2 separate regions of the Rattus norvegicus genome follow, and region 1 is linked to region 2. The links are chromatin contacts, called in public Hi-C maps. All regions are on one chromosome and are shown on one strand. Each heading gives the region's core, a stretch centred on a gene start, on an enhancer-like site or on the middle of the called end of the contact. The rest is flanking DNA. Distances are from core to core; before and after follow the strand shown.

Region 1 (7,816 bases), core at 3,453-5,952, 140 kb after region 2:
TAGTTGGCTCCCTGTCTATCTTGAGACCCAGTCCAGGTACCTCCTTTAAATATCTTTTCCCAAGCCAGTGAGATGGCGTAACTGATAAAGGTTGGTAAGCCTAATAACCCAAATCCAATCCCCTGGAGTGACTTGGTGAGAAATAAGACCCAACTCCCATGGGTTGTCCTTGGACCTATACATGAGTACCGTGGCATACATGCATGTGCACGAGTGCGCACACGTGCGTGTGCGTGCACACACACACATACACACACACTATGATAAATGATAGACACATTCTCTCATGATGAAGCCAAAGCTCACTCTTCATCTTTCCACCCTACTCCTCAGTGAGGACATCACCCAGCTGGCTGCCTGGATCAGGAACAGCCAAGCCTTTTCTCACTTCTCGGGTGCCCATCCAATCTTCTGTGAATTTTGCCCACTGCTCTCAGTGTCCCGGAACTGTGCACTTTTCATTTCCCACAGCCATGTCCACATTCGTGATTCATCTCTTGCACTTGAACTTGGAAAGCAGACGGCCCCTCCATTCTCCTCCGTTCGCCTTCAATCCATACTCTATGCAGCAGCCAGAGGTGGATCCCAATGCTGTCATGTCTTTGTGCAAAACCCTTCCATGTCTCACCATTGCCCATGTTATCTGTTTGCCTGGCATCAGAGGCCCTGCCTGACCTGCGCTCTGTGGCCTCAGCTCACCTCACCTGTCTATCCAATGACTATGGACCAACTCATTGTCAGCCTTGGCTCACCGCAGAACCTGCTCCACAAGGCCTCTTATCTTTAGATTTCAACCATTTGGAGAGTCCTCTTTGGGAGTGATCTGGGTAAATAAGGTGTGTGTGTGTGTGTGTGTGTGTGTGTGTGTGTGTGTGTGTGTTCACAATGGTTCCTCATCAGCCTTCTACCTTCAACAAGCCGGTTAAACAGACAAGTATTAGTAAAACAGAGTAAGGAGGTCACAATCGAAAGATGAGCCCAGAGATCCTGTGAAGCCCAAGTTGATCCTCAGGATCCCGACATGAGGTTTGGACTTACACAGAGGGATGTGGGTTTGCAGAGCTCTATTAATTCTGGACAAGTTGAGGTCCTGGCCATCATTGCTTGGGATACACTCTGTCCTTCCTGCATAGTGGTCTAACAAATTGTCAGAACGGTGTGAAATCTCTTACTGGGAGACACTAAATCTCATGTTTTTCCTTCTCCCAGAAAAATTCTAAGGTCCTGGATCCATAAGCACAATAGTCAAGGAGAAAAGTCTCTTAGAATATCTTCAATTTTGTCAGGGTGGTTATAATTTTTTGTTTCAAAACAATTTAAGATGGATCTGTCTTGAGTGCCAGCCAAACACACACAGGTCCTCCCTCTTACGGCCCCTGCAGCCAGAGCCTGGGCACCAGCAGGGCCACAGGGCAGGCACAGCCCACAGAGGACTTCTAGGAACCAGAATGAGCAGAGATGAGGCAGCTGGGGCCCAGAGAGGGACCCATCTAGCTTGGGTGATGCTCACAGATGTGAAGTTGGGGGTTCAGATGTAAGATTTTGAGTCTATTGTTTCAGGGGTTCCTCGGTTACTAGGAGAGAGAAGACTCCAGAAGACTAAACTGCAGCTCGTTGGCCAGCAGCCTGACAATTAGCATCATGCTCAGTCAGCCCTCCAAGAAAGAGCCAACTGGAGACCAGCTGAGATCATGGGAAGAGCTGAGGGGGTGGGAAGGACCCAGAAGGAGTAACAGTCCAGAGACAGAAGGGGCAAAGGCTGGTGAGGAGGTGGGGGTGTGTCCCACAGCTTCCTTCTGAGCCCTGCTTACAGCTCCTTGCCCACTGCTTAGGTCGGCCTCAAGTTACTTTTCCTAGGCAGCATGGTCAAGAGGGAGCAGGGTAGGGATGGTTGGAGGTCGGGGAGGGCGAGCTTGAGGTTCTACAAGGAAGGCCCCAGCTGACAGAGACCATATCCCCCGGGTGGGCACACTGTATGCTGAGTCCCCAACAGTCTTTAAACCCCTCTCACCTCCTTTGCCCCTTCCATATATCTTGGGATCGTGTTCCTTATACCTATTGCGTAGGAGAGGGCTGGAGATGTAGCAGTTGCCTAACAGGTACAAGGCCTAGCACTCAGAAGGCCAGTGCAGAATTGTAGCAAATCCAAAGGCTAGCCTCGGCTACAAAGTAATAACCCCTTCCCTCAAAAAGACAGAGGTGCTGAGGATATATCTCAGTTGGTAGAGTCCTTGCTTAGCTTGCACAAAAAGCCCAATCCCAAAAGTTCAATCCCAGCACTTCATGTAACTGAACATGGTGATCCATCCCTGTATCCCAGCACTTGAGGCAGACTCAGGAAGATCAGGAGTTCAAAGCCGGCCTCTGCCACATAGTGAGTTGGTGGCACCCATGGGCTACATGAGCCCTGTGTCTCCCAATCTCCATACCTACACCCCCCTCCAAAGCAAGGCATGATGGTACACACCTATTCAGGAGGTAGAAAGAGAAGGATCAGGGGTTTAGGTCACGCTTGGCTACATAGCGAGTTCAAGGTCATGTGACACTGTCACAAGCAGAATCCTAAGAAAGAAAGGAAAGAAACTGGCATTTGTTGGACCCCTGAAAGGGCCTCCCCCTCTCTGTCATTCTACATGGTCATTCACAGGTCATAGGATCTAGAGCCCAGCTGGGGAGGCCTGAGTTTTTGTGCTAACTCTGCCATGACTGTCTCTCGGGTTCTGCAGATGAGTATTGAGGCATCCAGTCTCCCAGGCATCTTTGTTCCGTCCTCTCTGCTCTCTCTAACTTTAAAACATGGTTCATTTGTCTCTGCAGAGAGGCTGAGCATGTACCAGGCTGGGGAAGGATGACTCTTGTCATATCCTGCCAGTTAGCTCTGAGGGTGACTTCCCAAGCAGTGGTGGGAGAAGCTGGATGGGGGACAAGGATTCTAATTTCACCTCTGGAACCAAAGCTGGGTCTGGCCTTCTCACTCCTCCAAGACCCCAACTGACCTCACCACTGAGAGGCTGGGAACTGACCCAGGGGCTGAGCTGAGATGATGGACTAGGAGGCCCTAAAATTAGCTCCAAGGCAAAGGGAGCAGGAGCTGGCCCCAGCTGTAGACTCCCACAGTGCCAGGAATGGAGTCCTCACCCAGCGCAAGTGGAGAGACCAGCCAAAGTCTCAGCAGGGACTTGGCGCCATGCAGGGAGCCGAGAGTCACAGCTTCCTATAGGCACAGGTCAAAGGAGCTTGGAGGACAAGGGGGCCAGCTCCTTGGGCTCTGAGTTGGGTGCCAGCCACCAGCCTTTTAGAGCTTTGGGAGGCACCAGGGAGGAGCGTTGCTGTTTATATTCTCCTGGGACAGGGTTAAGGGGACCGACCTGTCCCCTCAAGGCTGAATTAGATAACCACAAACCTAAGTACCAACTCCAGGAGTGTAGGAGGACTAGATAAGCTTCCCTTGGGAGTAGATTGGAGACACCAGTGACCAGTCCCAAAGTCAGGGCCTTTTCTCCACCCAGGGTAGCAGCCCCACCCTTGTCTGCCTGAGGGCTTTGAGGGGCTTGTGAAAATGCAGATTCTGCTGGGCATGAAAGCACACGTTCACAACCCCCCAACACACACACACACACACACACACACACACACACACACACACACACACACACGCCCAGGGCAGCCAGGGTTACATAGAGAAACCCTGTCTTGAAAAACAACAACAACACCCTAAATAAAACAAAAAACAAAGCAAAACAAAATAACAATGACGGCAAAGAAGGAGGAGAAAGGAGAGGGGAGAAAAATTAAACAAAGTCTAATCTCTATTGAGCACAATGCCCGGATAAGGCATTGAGAATGTTAAACATTTTTTCTTTTTCTTTTTCTTTTTTTTTTTTTTTATATGGGTTTTGGTTTTGTGAGGCAAGATCTCACAGTCCTCTCACGTTGGTCTCCTGAGTGCTGGATTATAGACAACGCTCAACTACTCTTTTGTTTGTTTGTTTGTTTTTAAATTTACATTTTTAAATTTACATTTCAAATGTTATTCCCTTTCCTGGTTTCCCGGACATAAGCCCCCTATTCCATCCCCCTACCCTTCTTCTATAATGATGTTCCTCTCCCCATCCAACCCCCTTTCCATCCCCTTATGTCCCCCCCATCCCATCCCCCCACTCCCCTTCTTGCCCCCCTCGACTACTCTTGATATCTTATTTGATTCCCTTAACAACTCCAATGAATAGACAAAACTGAAGCTCAGAGATTTAAGGGACTTGCTCAAGGTCACACAGCAAATCAGCAGCAGACAGGGCTGGGACCTCCACTTGTGCCTGCGTCCATCAGCACACCCAACTCCTGAGGGTGACCTTGAGAGCACTGCACAGTTAGATGGCCTTGGGGAGTGCAGGAGGGAAGCAGAGGCAGGCCTGGGAGGATGGGTTAAGGTCATGCACTGTGATTCAGAAATCAAGCTGCGAGGGTGGGGAAAGGTAAGGTGACAAGTTCGGGCATGAGGCTTCCCTCTGCTGGCCAGCTTCTGCTTCCTCCTCTGTGAAGTGAGGAGGAAGTTTGAATTCAAGAAGAGTTCCACTCCAGGCCTGCCTGGCACACAGTAGGCCCTCAGGATGTGTGAGCGGGGCCTTGCCTTCCCCTGGTGACTTGGGAGTGACAGGGTTAAGTAGAAGTCTGGAGAGGACCGAGGAGAGGCGCTAGGTCACAGCCTAGAGAGGTCTCTGGGAACCAACCCTGACAGATAGCATCCGGCTCCGCCCACCCCTCATCCCACCCCTGGCTCTTCCCGCTTGGCCCAGGCTGAAGAGGCAGTCAAACTAGTGGGCCTAGTTTACTACAAAAGCCCTCTGGAAAGTAAACACCTTCCATCTCTCACACCCCACCCCACCTCCCATACTCTACCCCACCTTCTTTGTCAAAGCGCCCTCAGCTATACGAGAATCATCCTCCTAGTGCCCAATAGGCTAATGCCCTTGGGGACCTAAACTCCACTAGGCTGGGCCGGATGTCAGGCCTGGCCTCTGGAAGTCTACGGTGACTCACGTTCACTTCCTCCACCTACAGTCATAACTTTGTTCCTGAATCGAGGACACGTTCCTTAAGCTGTCCTCACTCGGTAACTCCTGAAGAACAGCTTCGCCAGGTGGATCCCCACCCACTCTCCTCCCCAGCGTGCCTTCCATAGACGTGTGCTGCTAGAATAAAGAGCTGCTCCTATGGGCCTCTGTAGAAAGTGGACAGGGCAAAGGGGCCATTAGCTTCTCCTGGGACAGAATCGAGGCGCTCTGTGGATCCTCGAGCTCTCTCTGGGGATCTGGGGATCCTCGAGCCCCCTCCAAGCACGTGCTGTGGAGCCTCTAGCCTCCTGCAGAAAGCTGATCCTCATCGGGAGTCTAGATTTCAGAGAATTCACCGAATCTATCTTCTTCATTTACCATATGAGAAGTCTGGGGCTACGAGGAGACCATCACCAAGACAAGGTCACCCAGAGAAAGGTGAAAAGATAACTTTGGCGCCACCCTGTGGCATAAAGGAGGAAACGCAGAGCTGGCGAACCTAGGTTAGTCTCCCGGGATGGGGGCAATTCCTCTACACCAGGACCCTCCTGGGTAATAGAGCCCTGCTCCTTCCAGTTACACAGCCTCTGTCCCCACTGGTCACTCCAATGCAGTGTCCCTCTCCCATACCAGACTAGGAGCTCCTCAAGGGCAAAGCCAGATCTGAATCATCACACCATTTATAAGGGCATTGTGAAGGCTCGAGGAAATGATTTAAGATGAGCTGAATTCAGTATCAATTGGAAGGAAACAGCATGCAATGTGGGCAAAAACTTCTGCCCAAGAATGTTTATTGAATCAATGCTTGTAAAAGCAAGAGTTGTGCTGGTCACTGTTGAAGAGAGAGATGGATGCAGGCCTCCTTGTGCTGCTCATTTCCCTTGTGTTTGAAATGTTTTGAAACAAAGGAATGAGTAGAAAGCATCAAAGTCCAATGATAGAGCCCAAGTGAACTATACACAGCTGCTCAAAGGAAAGTGTTCGAGACATTTAAAAATGCTAGCATGGGGTTTAATTTAATACTGAAATTGTTCGCAAAAAGTATTTTAATTACATTGATTTATTCATACATGTGTGTTTTATTGATAAGTATCATGTGCCATATAATTTGCGCATTTAACATACTCTGTGTAAACCAGGTATGGTGGTTCCCACAGTCTGGAGGCTGAGTCAGGAGGATTGCCACAAGTTGGATGGTAGCCTATGCTACATAATAACTTGGAGGCCGTTTTGTGATACATGGTGAAATCCTGTCTCAAGAAAGGGTACAAGATACTAGTAGTAATAGAAATGGTGAAGTGTGTGTCAATGATATTTACTATGTTCTCCAATGTTCTCTGGTCAGCACCACGGTCAGTTTATAACATCTTCCTCAACAAAAGTGCGTGTCCATTCATAAACGGCCTCTCTTCTATTTCTCCTATCCCACCCTAAACCCTCAGTCTGCTTTCTCTCTGTATGGACTTGTCCGTTCTGGATCGTTCCCATAACCAGAATCAGAATTATACAACGTACCCTCTTTGGTGTCTAGCTCTTTCTCCTTAGTGTAATGTATTCGGGTTTCATCTAAGTCACAGATAGTCCGGAAATAGCAGTGTTTCATTCTTTTCTGTGACTAAATAGTACTCTGTGTGCACGCAGAGAGATAGGATCTTTTGTAGTCTAGACCTTGAATTCACTATACAGCCAAGGACGTTCCTCTTGCCTGCACCTCCTGCCTGCTGGGATCACACGCATGTATCACTCTGCCTGGCATTATGATGCTGGTAATTGAAGCAGAGCTCCCTGCACACTAGGCAAGCATTTCACTACACTGAGCTGCGTCCCTAGCCTCGATTTGACATTTGCTTTTGGAGGGCTACACGGGGGAGGGAGCCAAGGCCTTGAGCACACGGTACAAGCATTCTACCAGAGCTTCATCCCTGGTTCTTGGACTTTTGAGCCAGGAACTATCAGTGTATCTTATGAAATGCATTGGGAAGCTCAGACTGGCTTCAGATTTGCAATCCTCCTGCCTCAGCTTCCTGAGTGCTGGGATAATAGGTATGTGACACCTGGTTTCTCTGTCTGTGTTTACATTTTGAAATTAAATCCTTTACTTTATTCTATATGTGTGTGTGTTTTGTTATGCATGTACATCTGTGTACCTCTTGCATTCCTGACTGTTGTGGTTTGCCCTGGAGTTTGATGCTAATCCCACTGCCCGAAGGACAGCTGCCTAGTCAGTACTCAGGAATCAGGTGACTTCACCAGAACCTTCTCACCATTGAGTTTGTAAAATACAGGTGAGGGCAGGTACAGGATAGAAGGAGGCCTGTCATTGGATGAGAAGGAAGGAAGGGAGGGAGAAAAATTTGAAGGAAGAGGAGGAGACTAGAACGGAAAGGAGGAAGAGACAGGAGGGACAGGGAGAGAAGCTGTGGCAGGAGAATATGGATTCCATGCTATACCTTTACAGGTTGTTGCGAATGTTTTTAAGGGATGGATGTGTATTGGGCTTTGTATGTTTAGGTGAGCAATTATATCTTATCAATTGGGTCAAAGGTCATTGTGTTGTGTGTTCTTTCATGTGTAGATTTAAGTGTAATGGAGTGTGGGGCGGCTGGTTTGGGCCACCACTGAGTTGGGATGTGTGTTTCTGGCATGGAAACTTGCCTTGGGAACTAGATAGGTAGAGAGAGTGCTAATGGCTCAGAGAGAGGCCTTCAGCAGTGTGATATGGGATGGAGCAAAGCGGCTGAGAGGCTTTGCTGACTGAGAAT
Region 2 (7,207 bases), core at 2,886-5,385:
CCAGACCCATGTCCTCTGACTGTCACGTGCATGCTGAGTCAATGTGCACGCCCCACCTGCACACCAGAAGAGAGGAGGGAGGGATGGAGGGAGGGAAGGAGAGAAAGAGGGAGAGGGAAGGAGGAAGGAAGGGTGCTTATGTCCACACCAAGAGTTTCGTTAGGAAGACAGGACCTGAAAGAAATGACCAAAGACAAGGCAGCAGGGTGTAGGCCAGATAATACAGCGCTTGCCTCACAAGCACAAAGCTCAGGGTTCGATCCCCAGTACCACATATACCTGGCATGGACGCACATGCCTGTAACCTCAGCACTAAAGAGGCAGGAGGATCAGAATTCAAGATCACTTTTGAGGGGGTTGGGGATTTAGCTCAGCGGTAGAGCGCTTGCGCAAGGCCCTGGGTTCGGTCCCCAGCTTAAAAAAAAAAAAAAAGAAAAAAGAAAATATGCCACTCTTAAAAAAAAAAAGATCACTTTTGATAAGCAAGGTGGTGACCAGGGAGGGACACAGGAGGCCCTGTATCAAAAGAGCAAAGACAGCTCCTAAGAGAGACACGGTTCTGGAAAGTAGGTCTCATAAGGCTTCATGGGAAGGGTCTTCAGACCCGAGCTACCCACACTGGAACATGGGGAACCTTGAGGATCTCTCTCTCTCCATGACAAATGCCGTTTGCATGGGTCTCAAGACTCATTGCTTTGTAAGTGCTGGCTCCTTACTCTCCAACCCACATCAGAGCTCTATTTCTTGTGACTCTCTCCGTTTTATAGACAGGAAAGCTTAGAGAGGCCGCCCTGCTGGGAGAGGCTATGACCCAGCTGGCTGCCTTAAAGCCTGCACTTCCCCCACACACTGGCCACCTGGGTCACCTTTCTCTGGTCTCTTCTTTCCGGGTCAGTGGTAGAAACAGGTTTCCCGAGTCAGGAATGTTTTTGACGATGAACCCAATGCTGCCATAGCCAAGTCTGGATCAAGGACGACAGTCCTGGCAACCCAGGGCTGTGTGGCACCCCTGCACCATCCACATCCAGGAAAGTGGAGTTGGTACCACATAGTCCAGCCTAATAGGCCATCTCTTTCCCCAGTGGCTGCCTCCTCGGATCATCATCAAGGAGACAAAAGTTACACAAGGATTTCATGGTATGAAGACCAAGATGGAAACGGGGCCATGTATTTCAGGTTCAAATCCTCACTGTGCCCCTTAGTGTGTGGGCTGGGTGAGACACTTCATTTCCTGGGGCCCCTGCTTCCCGCCACCCCTTCCATCACCAACCACTCCCCGTGTTTCGCTAGATCACTTCCTGCTCTCAGGAGACCCTCCGTTCTGGAAGGAGAGACTTCTTAAGGTTTCTCAGTTCCCAGGCCTGGAAGGGAAATGTCCAAGCCACAGAGATCTCTGGGGACTGGCTGCCCCGGGTGGAGCTCTGCCACTGGAGAATGAGCTCTGAGGATTGGAGGGAGAGCTCTGGGACCTAAGCAACTGAAGCACCTTCCTGCTTCAGAGGCAGAGTCCTGAGTGCAGCCGGAGACAGGATGATGAGGGGCATGAAGTATGTCCCATCTGTGCAGCTCCTTGGTTATCTGTAACCATGACTACACAGCAGTCGGCGGTAACCAACCTTGTGATTCTAGGCAGAGGTTAAAAACTCAAGGCAGAGATGGCTCAGTGGTTAAGAGCACCGACTGCTCTTCCAGAGGTCCTGAGTTCAAATCCCAGCAACCACATGGTGGTTAACAACCATTTGTAATGAGATCTGATACCCTCCTCTGGTGTGTCTGAAGACAGCTACAGTGTACTTATATATAATAATAAATAAAATCTTTAAAAAAAAAAAAAGAAACTCAAAGGTCTCTCAATAACGATCAAAACCAGCTACAGTCACAATAATCACAAACAGAAAACAGAAGCGCTCTGGCTAGCCCTCGATTACAAAGTCTTTATTACATTAGACATGGACTGAGTCCTTCCCATTACTGTCTCCTCTCCTCGCAGTTACCCTAGGTTGATGTGTCAGGTGAAATCTGTCAAAGCTAGTGTCTACAAAATCGTCCATCTGACATTCTGTCCTCTCATACAGGATGAGGCCCAGGGCCCTCCCCTTCAGCCTAGGTGGACCTTTGTTAGACACACAACACTGGCAGAAGTGAAGTCACATGACACTGAAAACCTGCTCTTCTGGCTTCTTCTACCACCAACCCCCTTTTGTGGTGTCAGGGATTGAACCCAGGGCTTCTCACACACCAAGCTAGCATCGAGCTGTTCTTCTGTTTGTTTTTAATTTATTCAAAAAGATTTAGATTTCCTGTGTGTGTGTTGCCTGCAGGTTTGTATGTGCACCACATGCGTGCTTGGTGCTCTTGGATGCCAGAAGAGGGTGTCGGATCCCCTGGAACTAGAGTTGTAGGTGTTGTGAGCTACAGTGTTGGAACTCAAACCCAAGTCCTCTGCAAGGGAAACAAGTGCTAAACTGCCTGTTTATTTAGGTTTTTTGTTTGTTTGTTTGTTTTTTTAAAGATTTATTTATTTTATGTACAGCATTCTGCCTGCATATGTGACTGCAGGCCAGAAGAGAGCACCAGATTTCATTACAGATGGTCATGAGCCACCATGTGGTTGCTGGGAATTGAACTCATGACCTCTGGAAGAGCAGTCAGTGCTCTTAACCGCTGAGCCATCCCTCCAGCCCTCATTTAGTTTTTGAGAGATGGTCTCACTATGTGGCTCTGGCTAGCCTATAATTTACAAAAATCCTCCTGCCTCTGTTTAGCAAGTGCTGGGACTAACTAAAGGCGAGAGTCACCACACCTGGCTTGCTCTCGACATTAAAAACAGTATTTCTAACTTTTACATGGGATCTCACTAAGTTGGCCAAGTTATCCTTAATCTACCTGTGGCAGGCCCTGAACTTTCCTACCTCAGCCTCCTCAGTACCTGGGGCTTGTGCCATGAGACCTGGCAGTCTGCTTACTCATAAAACTCGGCCTACGTGTTGGGCGGAAGCCGGGCCACATGCCACGTATAGGTATTCCAACTGACAGCTCTGATGGGGCCCCAGCCAAACATCAGTGTTAACTGCTAAGTCTGACAAGAACCAGTCTAGTGCAGGCACCACCTGACCACCATGAAACTCACAGTGAAAAGGAGACAGAGGCCCAGGGAAGCAGACAAGGACGCCAGGCCCTGCAGACAGTAGGAGGCCGTGCTTGAACCCAGAGCTCTTGCTATACTGACAGAAAAATGAAACCGGGATGATTTCTGCATGAACCCTCATTTTATCTGTTGGCCCACAGGGGTCAGGCTGGGACCCCAGCATGAGCAGTAGTAAAAAAATCAGAGATCTACTGGCTGTAAGAGAAGCAAGATGTAGCCCTCCATCCCCAGGCTGGGGAAATCAGGCTGCCTTCTGATGGCTAAATCTGGCTTGCCCATCTCTTGGCCTGGAACTCCTGGCGCATCCCAGAGCCCAGGGTATAGCATACAGTGCCAGGTCCTCAATGGGGAATTGGGGTACAGTTTTTCTCCGTAGCTCACACTGTTCTTGAATGCCCTGTGATAATTCCCCAGACCATCCTTCTTCAACATGCTACAGATCTATACCTTGCCAAGACAGCCACAGAATCTAGGAGCACCTCTCTGATTTTCCAGAAGCACCAAGGTCTAGGAAAGACCCCAGTTCCCACAGATGTGTGCTGAGAACTTCAGTGGAATGACCCAAGCTTGGATCTAACCCCAAGTAAATGGCACCTCAGAGCCATATGACTTCGCCAGATCACAGAGCACATTATCAAGAAGTTAGGCCAAACCCAGGACACCCTGAATTAGGAAGTGGGGGTGACAGCTGTATTCATTTTCCTGGATGGCTAAGATGGAGATAGAAGGGAGGTCTCAATGTCTGCCTGCCTCAGGACTACAAGAATAATAAAAACAGGAATTAGTATCAAATAGACACACACTGGGTACATAACATATATCTACTGACTGCCCTTATTGCTCTGTGACTTAGTTTCCCCTTCTGTTAACAGATGAAGGAGGTGGGAAAGCTCAAGAGGGTTCTAAATTCCCCACTAGAGAGATCAGACTGGGAGAAAGGCTTGGCTGAGAAGCCCAAGTGGAGAAGCTGGGGCACCAGGACTGCACTTCCACCAAATACTCCTAGGTGGCAGCAGAGATCTGCAGGCTGGGGTTGTAGAGCATGTGGTTTGAATTTAACTGCCATGATTTTTCTTTTTAATGTGTGGGTTCCCCCCCCCCCTTTTTTTCGTTTTCTGTCACTCCACCCCCTTCAGTTTCAAGCAGATACAGCTGAGCCTTCTAGACTTTGAAGGAAAAGTTTCTTATCCCAGATAGTAGAAGCAGGAGTGGAGGCTGGAGGGTACATCGGACCTAAGCCGATGTAAGAAGCATCTGAGGAGCCAGTCCATTCTGAACTCAGCCTTCTCTGCCCATTTCTCCCCTGTACCCACCATTTTACAGGTCAGGAGCCAGTCATGACCGCCTGTGAGGCCGTGGAGGTAGGAGTAGCACTTGCTAATAAATCTGGTAAGTTTGTATTTTAGGGGCTCCTAGGGTGTACCTCCAGACCTGCACGCATGTCTGTGCACTGCCTTGGTTTAGAACCCCAGGATGTGATGACCTCCAGGAGACTTCCCCTAAGAGCTCTAAAAAAATCATTCAACTTTCCAAACCTTGTTCAGAATGCTACCCAGGCCAGCCAGGGCCCCACATGAACTTCAACCACTCCTTCATCTAGCTGTAAATACCTTTTCCCCAGCGTCTATTTCCCTACCTGGAACATGCTAGAACTACAGCTCAGTGGCTGCTCTAGAAAGAATGGCTGCCTCCCATCTCCACTCATTTTAGTAGCACGGAGGGAGGCTGGGGTGAAGGGTCGTGGGAACGGAAGTTTCTCCGGTTTGATTCCAGCCCCTCCAATTCCCTCCTTCCTTCAGACAGGCACATATGGGGGGGGGGGTCCATTTGTACACTGTTGATAGAGATGGGGTGTCTTGCCTGTAGGGCGGAAGATGATTCATTGGGCCATGAGCCAGGCACCCTGGGAAAGGCCAAGCAGGCCTCAGGCCAGAGCCCCAGGGAGTAAAGAACAGGGCCTGACTGGGCTGTGTATAAATCCTAGGGACTCTCAAAGCCCCACAGCCAAAAGAGACCATCTTCCCTAATTAGACAATGCCAGAAACCCTTCTGCTCAGGCTACCAAAGGCCCAGGGAAATGAGGTGGATGACTTCCGGCTGCTGCTGTGCCCTCCCGATCCAGTGTGCAGCCAGTCTCTCCCTCCTCAGCACTGGGTCCTGTACCCATGGGCTCTTGGCTGGGTCCCATTTAAACTATGCTCCACTTTTTCCAGGGAACTTTAAATCTTCTCCCTCAGCCACCTCACCTCAGACCAGGGTAGGCACTGACTGTCCGGACGGTCATGGCTCCCAAAGCAGTCCTTCCTTTTTATCATGCCAGAGAACTATGAGGTGCCAGTCTAGGATGCTCCCTAGGGCACCAGAGGACAGTAACAAGATCTGGAAGCTCCAGACGGATGGAGGAGGCACCACCAAGGCCTAGAGCCCAGTTCCCATAGTGCATTCACTCAGCACACAGGTGTGAATGAGCAGAGACAAAGGCTGCAGGTATCAGAGGGATGAAAAGGCACAGCGAGGCCACTATGTCTATGACCAACTCCCTGAAAGGGCAGAGGGACTGGTCCCCACACTGACACCCTTCTCTCTCTTTGTTTCCTGGTTTTGGTTTTTGTTGAGACAGGGTTTCTCTGTGTAGCCTTGTCTACAAACTCACTTTGTAGACCAGTTCTCACAGAGTTCTGCTTGCCTCTGCCTTCCAAGTGCCAGGATTAAAGGTGTGTGTGCTCCTATGGCTCAGCTGGGGCCATTCCTTTCTGCTGGACGTATGGTATTGCTTCCCAATAGTGTCTCGGGACCTCAGGGTTTTGGTTTTTGTTGTTCGTTTTTTTTAGAGACAGGGTTTCTTTGTGTGGCCCTGGCTGTCCTGGTACTAGCCTCTGTAGACCAGGCTGGCCTTGAACTCAGAGGTCTGCCTGCCTCTGTCTCCTGGGATTAAAGGCGTGTGCCACCATGACCCATTAGGGCCTCAGGGTTTTAGGGTCTCTTCTCTTGGCCAGAAATACCCAGGAAGCTAGGATGTACTGTGGCCTCACCTGACTCAGACCATGCACTCCAGGGAATACTGTTACCGACCGGTTACATTAACCCTGGCGTGTCTGGCTCAGCCCGGACCCCACAGAAGTTTCTGTCATTACAGCAGGCCAACTTGCTCAGTTTCCTACCCAGTCATGGCTCAGAGATCCCACAAGCCAAGGGCCACCACTAGGCCTGGACCACACTGGCAGGCATGATCTCTGCCTCTGCCCGACCACCAGCAGCTTGTGCTTCTAGGCCTTTCTGTGCTTTTCCCATCAACTAAAAGAGAAGCTCCTAGAAGATGCTTCTCTGAAGGCCAACCAGTGTCAGACAGAGGGGTTGCTCCCCACGTCCCAGGACCAAAGTCCACCTTTAGGAAGGCAGCCTGACAGCTCAGATGGCCACTCCTGAAACTTTAGCTTTGGGTCCTCAGAATCTCTCGACTTGTAGCTGTCAACAGTAAGTGGCACCGTTGTTGACTCGGTACCATAGAGTTTACAGAACGCCATAGCAGTAAATCTCCTAAGACTTCATAGCCACTCAGCGACAGCACTGAGTCTCTGCACAAGTCATAACCTGCTGAGTTCTCAAGCCTAGGCAGTGGGCTAGACCAAATCCTCCCTCTGCCACTGACCACTAAGCGGCTGGGACCAATCACTTAACTTTACAGAGCCCCAGGACAGGAAGACAGCGAAGACCTAAAAATAGCAGGTCCGTCTATGGAGGGATTCCACTCTCTGCTGACTAAGCACCTCACAGGTGTTAGCTTTAACCTCAAAATAAGCTCCTAGGTGGGCCCTATTATTACCTTGTGTCACAGAGGACAAGGCAGCACTCAAGATTTCTCAAGCAGACAGGACTCCAGCCCCAGGGGACCCTGGGTAAAAGAAAAGAGTTAGGACAGTTACATCTGTCCAGAGTGCCAGCCTGGGCTCTCAGCACATGGACTCTACCCACACGGCCTGCTTCAATTCCAACCACAGGGAGGGTGCCTGAGTCATAGCCCTTATGAAGATCTCTGAAATGTTACAAAGAAGGAGTCCA

The links. Hi-C and Micro-C count contacts between places; a contact is called where the count stands out from the background.
Region 1: a Hi-C map of mammary epithelial cells shows a contact between it and region 2, with 3 times the contacts expected there. The contact joins two enhancer-like sites. A contact is called at or near these places in 4 of 12 Hi-C or Micro-C datasets (Schwann cells, kidney, mammary epithelial cells and 1 more).

The regions. Positions count from the first base shown.
Region 1 is chr1:164,812,734-164,820,549 of GRCr8, forward strand. It overlaps a transcript of Fchsd2 not described here. Among named protein-coding and RNA genes, the nearest start is that of P2ry2, 37 kb to the left of the region's middle. Within about 2 kb of position 4,703, at least 19 of the 93 cell types and tissues checked have an H3K27ac peak or open chromatin away from gene starts, as enhancers often do.
Region 2 is chr1:164,674,231-164,681,437 of GRCr8, forward strand. All of the region lies in intron 1 of Arhgef17 (Rho guanine nucleotide exchange factor 17), which reads right to left. Among named protein-coding and RNA genes, the nearest start is that of Mir3102, 22 kb to the left of the region's middle. Within about 2 kb of position 4,136, at least 24 of the 93 cell types and tissues checked have an H3K27ac peak or open chromatin away from gene starts, as enhancers often do.